2 separate regions of the Sus scrofa genome follow, and region 2 is linked to region 1. The links are chromatin contacts, called in public HiChIP or PLAC-seq maps. All regions are on one chromosome and are shown on one strand. Each heading gives the region's core, a stretch centred on a gene start, on an enhancer-like site or on the middle of the called end of the contact. The rest is flanking DNA. Distances are from core to core; before and after follow the strand shown.

Evidence for each region. HiChIP or PLAC-seq counts read pairs in DNA pulled down with a chosen protein or histone mark.
Region 2: an H3K27ac HiChIP or PLAC-seq map of alveolar macrophages shows a contact between it and region 1. The contact joins the promoter of CCDC82 here to the enhancer-like site in region 1. A contact is called at or near these places in 3 of 5 promoter capture datasets (fetal liver, fetal skeletal muscle and liver), 29 of 47 Hi-C or Micro-C datasets (alveolar macrophages, blood, brain and 15 more) and 2 of 2 datasets of contacts at active chromatin or transcription factors (alveolar macrophages and skeletal muscle).

What each region holds. Positions count from the first base shown.
Region 1 is chr9:27,883,715-27,887,262 of Sscrofa11.1, forward strand. MTMR2 (myotubularin-related protein 2) reads right to left here. Exons shown (of 16, transcript XM_003357252.4): 9 at 3,467-3,548; 10 at 2,262-2,450. Among named protein-coding and RNA genes, the nearest start is that of FAM76B, 72 kb to the left of the region's middle. Within about 2 kb of position 1,872, at least 6 of the 83 cell types and tissues checked have an H3K27ac peak or open chromatin away from gene starts, as enhancers often do. A contact at or near this core is called in alveolar macrophages, where this site is marked.
Region 2 is chr9:28,405,532-28,409,079 of Sscrofa11.1, forward strand. It overlaps CCDC82 (coiled-coil domain-containing protein 82), which reads right to left and starts at 1,819. Exons shown (of 9, transcript XM_021062697.1): 1 at 1,735-1,819.

The DNA.
Region 1 (3,548 bases), core at 622-3,121:
CAATAAAACGATAAGCTGGTAAACTGAATTAAACTTCTGAAGAACACTGGGAATATGTAACAAAACTTTAAAAAATGCATGTTTTAAATTATGATATACTAATTGTAATAGCTAGGAAACTATTTTAAGAAAATAATCAAAGATGCCAACAGAAGATATTTATTTTAGCTATGTTCAAAATACTAAAGATCCAATATTAGAAAAATCATTAGAAGAAGAATGATACACCTTTATAATGAGTACTATTAAAGTATTTTCCAGAATATTTGATGAAAAGAAGTAATTCTTATAACATTAAGAGGAAAAACAATGATAACAAAATAATCAATACATAAATGCACAGAAAAAAAAAAACAGTGAGAAAAATATATCGAAGTTTAGTGATATAATTTATTCTTTACTTACTTATTCTTTACTTTTTTTATGCCTTCCTAGATTTTATGTTGTCTATGACATGCTTTATAATCAGAAAAATGTTCCAATAATTGAAAGAAGTGAACATAAGTCTTTTTAAAAAAGAGATATTTCGGAGTTCTCATCGTGGCACAGTGGTTAACCAATCCGACTAGGAACCATGAGGTTGCGGGTTCGATCCCTGCCCTTGCTCAGTGGGTTAAGGATCCGGCGTTGCTGTGAGCTGCGGTTTGGGTCGCAGACGCGGCTCAGATCCCACGTTGCTATGGCTCTGGCGTAGGCCGGTGGCTACAGCTCCGATTAGACCCCTAGGCCTGGGAACCTCCATATGCGGCGGGAGCAGTCCTAGAAAAGGCAAAAAGACAATTAAAAAAAAAAAAAAATGAGGAATATAACATCTTGCCTTACTGCTTTTTCTGCTTTATACTCTTTCCTCCTCCTTTCATCCTCGAGAACATTCTAAGTTTCATACCTCCTAATTCATGGTATAAGTTTAGGGAAGAGAACAAGAAATTACTAGAAAAATATATGCTAGTCTCTAGGGTACCGGCTTCATATACACATTGGCTCATTTTTCCTTTAAGGGGAAATATACAGTTTGACAGAGAATGCCTGGAATTCACAATGTTCTCAAAAGCACTAAACAAGGACAGAAATAATTAGATTCATGCTCCATAATTTAATTAAAGGATGATCATCCCAGCATTGTTTATAACAGCAAAACAAAAAACAAAAACACAAATAACCTAAAGGTCCAGAAACAACTGGTGTTACTAGTTATCATACCATTAAAATGTTAGAGATGAGTATATACTGGCATTAAAAAAAACAGTGTCAATTTAAAAAAAGAAGTTGTAATCATTCTTCTGTTTCAAACATATGTGTGCATAGGTATGCACATAGGTCTGCAAGTATAACCAAGGGTTGACGGTATTTCTCTAAGATGTAGGATGTTGTATGATTTGGGTTTTTTGTGTTTTTTTGTTTTTGTTGTTTTGGTTTTTTTTTTTTTTTTTTGCTTATCTGTAAAATAACTTTTTTTTTTTTTTTTTTTTTTGGCCATACCCACAGCCTATGGAAGTTCCTGGCCCAGGGATCAAACCCAAGCCACAGCTACAACCTATGCCAAATTCTTTACCCACTGTGCAGGGCCAGGGATTGAACGCACGCTGCCCTGGATACAGTGCTAGATCCTTAACCCTCTGCATCATAGCGGGCACTTCATGCAAGATAATTTTGTAAAGCTAAATTGTATCTCTTCTCTTTCCTTCTCCAATGGTAGATCAGGAGTTTAAACTGATCAGAATTACAGACTGTCAACTGAATCAGAATTTCTATTTCCATAATGCCAATATTTACTCTATAGCAGCAATCAGGACCACTGCTCAACTGCAAGTCTTCAGTCTGAATAGCTTGTACAGGTGGAGGGCTGCCAGAAGAGGGCAGCACTGGTCACCAAGAACACCTCATGATTTCTACAACAGTGCCGTGCAGACTTCAGTCAGCCATAAGCTCACTGCCCAGTTTGGAGAAGGCAGAGAGAAACTCATAGGTGCTGAACACCTATTTCTACATACGTAAGCAGAGCTATGCACTATTTTTTATCAACTTACTTTTCCCCTAAAACAATTCTTGTTAGTTGTTTTGATGCTCATTAAATACGAAAATTAAAGTCTAAAAAGATTAACTGACTCAATCATACTATCAAACAGGAGAGCCAGGATGAGAATCTACATCTTTATTTCTGAAAAGCCTGAACTCTTTATGCTATAATGTGGCTCCTACCAAATTCAAGTTGATTCATGAAACTGTAACTATAATCTTAACTAGTTAAAAGATGATCTCACCTTATTGGCAACAGCATTAACACTTGGCCGGGCATCAAATATAAAGATTTTATGAGATTGGGCATTGGAGTCCATAATGGCTTGAAGGTATTTTTCATCTTCCTTGCTTCGCTTCCCACTCACTCCTACCATGGGCTGGCTACACCTAGTGATTGTGGCTTGACTTTCAGGATGAATCCATGATAAAACCTTAAAAAGAGGGGGGAAAATGGCAACACATTTAACATGTTTCTCTGTTAATAATTCTTCTTTAAAACATTACTCTATAAAACTCTGCTTTCTAACTAGATCCAAAGCCTAGGATATAAAAGGCTGCTATGAAAAATCATCACCTGGAGTTCCCATCATGGCGCAGCGGAAACGAATCTGACTAGGAACCATGAGGCTTCAAGTTTGATCCCTGGCCTCACTCAGTGGGTTATGGATCTGGTGTTGCCATGACCTGTGGTACTGGTCGCAGACATGGCTTGGATCCTGCACTGCTGTGGTGTAGGCCAGCAGCTACAGCTCCAATTAGACCCCTAGCCTGGGAACTTCCATATGCCGTGGGTGCAGCCCTAAAAAACAGACAAAAGACAAAAAAAAAAAAAAAAAAAAAAAAAAAAAAAAAAAAAGATCACCTTTCTTTCAAACCAACTCCGGCATGTGGAAAACTTAGTCTAATTCTTTAATTAGATACTGATTTATGAAAGTCATTAACTATTGGCACTGCTGTCTCTAGAAAAAAATACATTAAAGGAGACAATGTAAACTTCACTTTTAAGGTCTTAGTACTAGATCTGCAAAACTGCCCAACTATAAAATCTTCAGAGTCTGTGAATTTTTGTACCTAAAATTATTTGAGCTGATCTAAAAAGATCATAAATTCATCTTTCAATTCATCATACATTTGATTAACATCAATTTTATCAAAATTGATGAATTTTATTTTCAAATAGTATCAAATTTGATAAATCTGATGAGCAATTCACCATAAATTTGTAAAGTTTTCTTCTTTCTGGGATTTAAAGGAAAAGAGCATGTACCACCATGCCTAAGAAGTATAAGATAAAGAAATAGTGAATAATACAGAGCCAACTTTGTTTTCAAGTTAAGAACCATGTAATTCTGAGCAACTCACTAATGCTCATTTCAAATTCCAGAAACCTCAGCATTATGTGGGGTACAAAAGCAATGAGACAGTTCCATCACCGCTTCACACTTACTGGGATACGGCCCCTTGATCTGAAGGATGCTACTCTCTTTAATTCTTCATCAGGAATATTTGCCGGCACAACCAAGAGGGCA
Region 2 (3,548 bases), core at 569-3,068, 520 kb after region 1:
AATATCAGAATATCAAAAATTCTGTTACTGAAAAAGAAGATAACTTGAATATGTAGCTCCTCTTTTTAAATTGTGGATACTTTTACTAGGTGAGATGGGGAGGTAAGAAGGATAACGGAGGGAAAGGTGAGTGAACTGAACCTGAGGAAATGAGAAGGCAAAGCTAGGTTGATGGGTAAGACACCTTTTGATCATTAGAATTCACTCAGAAAATTATCCATGCAAATGGATGCAATTTTTTATATGCTGAGTATACACTCAATATATTGAAATGAGAGTTTAATCAAGCTTCTTTAATGATAACTTACCTTTAGGCAAAGAGAAAAACAGACACTCCAAACAGAAAGCATTAAATAAGTGAATGAAGATCAATACTATCACACCTTTGTGCTTCGGGGGGTTAAAATCACGTAAACTTTGTCTGCCGAAGGATGTAAAGGTGATAATCCATAGGGCTTGTGTTCTTTCTCTAACACAGTAACTCTACAACTAAAAAGGGTACTTTGGTGCCACCTTAATACACTTTATTCTAGAAGAAATATCAGAAGAACTATCCGTTATTCTATACTTGGAGGTTAATTCATCCCCAAGAAAAGATTAATTCTTGGACTTGCTCTATAAACAATGTAGGTGGTGGTTTACACTTAAAAAATTAAGGGCAGTGGAACCCTCAGCCATTTCTTGAAATTCCACTAGAAGGGATGCATTCTATTTGTAAAACATTTCCCCTCCTTAGTGTTTCCTTTTATATGCCAGTTTGGAGAAGAAACCTTAACAAACCAAGGAAATAGTCACTGAATGGATACTACGTGCCAGCGCACGCTTGGAGCTGTGGCGTTACTAGAAAAAACATCAACAACACGGTCTCTACTCTCAAGGAGCTCACAATCTGATGAAACTACTAGGGACAAGAAAACAAGCCAGCACAACACATGATTTTAAGGCTACATAATATGATTTTTTTAATGTTATCACATTGCCGTGAATAATGTATCATAGTTCTTCCACTGGCTGGAAACCAGGGTAGCACAAGACAGAAATAGGAAAATATGAAGAAACATATAAAGAGAGGAAAGCCAATTACCTCTATTTAGAACCAAGGTTTACTACTCCACAATTTCGCACAGAGAAATATTCAAAATCTGTAATACTGAGGATGGTTCGCTAAATTCAGCAGGGATGAGTGGCCGGGGAAGGAAAAGATCCTCCTGGGAGTTTAACACCAGAGTCTTTTTCACGATTACAAACCTGGTTCCTCGACGGGACACAGACACCTGGCGCAGCACTCCGGCCAGTCCGCCCCTCGCGCTCACGAGGAAGGGGCACTGTAGCTAGGAAACGGGACCCTCAGAGAGAGCTTCGCGATGACGTTCGCGGGACGTCACAAACCCCTAGATCTTAGAGGAGTGAGGCCCCCCGCAGAAAACAAACAAGAATCTGGAAAGGCCAGAAACCCGCGAAATCACCACCCGGGCTCCGCGTATCAGTCCTGCCCACTTCCCCTTCGCGCCAGGAACTGGCACCCCACCCACTGAAGCTCAGCCCGGGCGGCACGCGAATGTAGCGAAGCGCGCAGAGGAGCCGCCCCGCCCATCCTGAGAGAGCCGGCGGGAATTTTCTCTCCCTGCCCGCGGGGAGGCGTGGCTTCCCCTGCCCCTATAATAAACCATTAGCAGCCCAAGCGAGAGCTAGTCCCCGCCCCGAGCTGGCCCCGCGTCGTCCCCGCGCCCTCACCTTTCAATCCTCCTCCGCCTCTGCCTCCGCCCCTGCCTCCGCCCAGGTGTCCTGTTCCGACTAGCGACGCCCCTCCTCCTTCCGGGGACCGGGGGGAAGTCCCGCCTCTGGGAGGGGCTAGAGGCGGGGCCTGGAGGCGGGAGGGGGCGTCTTCCGGGAGCGTGTGCTGGGGGAGGAGCGGTCGCCGCGCGTTAGGCAGGGAGCGGTGCAGGGTCCTGGTTCCTACTGAGGTGGGGAGAGGGGCTTGGCGGGCTGTGTGGGACCGGGGGGACTATGCAGGCCCAGTAAACCCAGCGCGGGGAGGTGGGGCTTGCAGTGGAAGGGGCTGGCGGCTGGGGGAGGAATCAAACGTAGCCGTCCCCCTGGGGAAGGGGGCCAGTCCCGACTCCCTGGCTCTTCCGCTCTCCACCGTAACTTTGGGGTGTGGCAGGGGTTAGTGACGGTCGTTGACCTGGTACCGGGCCTGAAGGAGGCTTGTGGGGCTATAGTCTTTCTTGCGGCCACTGTGGGAATAAAACAAATGTTTGTAATCCGTATTATCCGCGGTGACTTGGGGCCTCTTCTACTGCCCATTTAAAGTTAAAGGCCTGTTCCCTCAAACTTCTCCCCTCTGATCGTCCTCTGCCGTCTGTTTACCAGCCAAGCCCAGAGGGGACGAGGTCTGGGCCACCAGGTTCCTGGTGAGGTTGAAAGAACTAGTGTGTAAGACTGTTTTAAAGTGAGTCTGTGAGAAAAGGCAGGATTTTGTGGATTGCTTCCGTGTAAGTGTGGGCCGAGTACCTGAGTGCCAGAGCTTCACCATGTCAGGGAAGAGGAAGCGTGTGGTGTTGACTATTAAAGATAAGCTTGATATAATAAAGAAACTTGAAGATGGTGGTTCTTCCAAGCAGTTGGCAGTGATTTATGGAATTGGTGAGACAACAGTACGGGATATAAGAAAAAATAAAGAAAAGATTATAACTTATGCAAGCAGTTCTGATTCCACAAGTCTTCTGGCCAAGAGGAAATCTATGAAGCCATCCATGTATGAGGAACTGGACAGAGCAATGCTAGAATGGTTCAACCAGCAAAGAGCAAAAGGGAATCCTGTGTCTGGGCCAATTTGTGCAAAAAGGGCAGAGTTCTTCTTTTATGCTTTGGGAATGGATGGTGATTTTAACCCTTCTGCCGGTTGGTTAACGCGTTTTAAGCAGCGACACAGCATTAGAGAGATTAATATTAGAAATGAAAGATTAAGCGGAGATGAGACTGCTGTGGAAGATTTTTGTAACAACTTTCGAGACTTTATTGAACAAGAGAATTTGCAACCAGAACAAATCTACAATGCAGATGAAACTGGATTGTTTTGGAAATGCCTGCCTTCCAGAACTTCAGTAATCAAAGGTAAATGCACAGTCCCTGGGCACAAGTCAGTTGAAGAAAGAGTCACTGTCATGTGTTGTGCCAATGCAACAGGTTTACACAAACTTAAACTTTGTGTTGTAGGGAAAGCAAAGAAACCTCGCTCTTTCAAGTCAACTGACACTTCAAACCTGCCAGTCTCTTATTTTAGCCAAAAAGGTGCATGGATGGATCTTTCAATTTTCCGACAATGGTTTGATAAGATCTTTGTGCCACAAGTTCGGGAGCACTTAAGATCCAAAGGCTTACAGGAGAAGGCTGTGCTCTTGTTGGATAATTCACCAACACATCCAAATGAAAACGTCCTGAGATCAGATGATGGCCAAATATTTGCAAAATATTTACCACCTAATGTGGCTTCATTGATTCAGCCCTCAGATCAAGGAGTCATAGCTACACTGAAGAGAAACTAT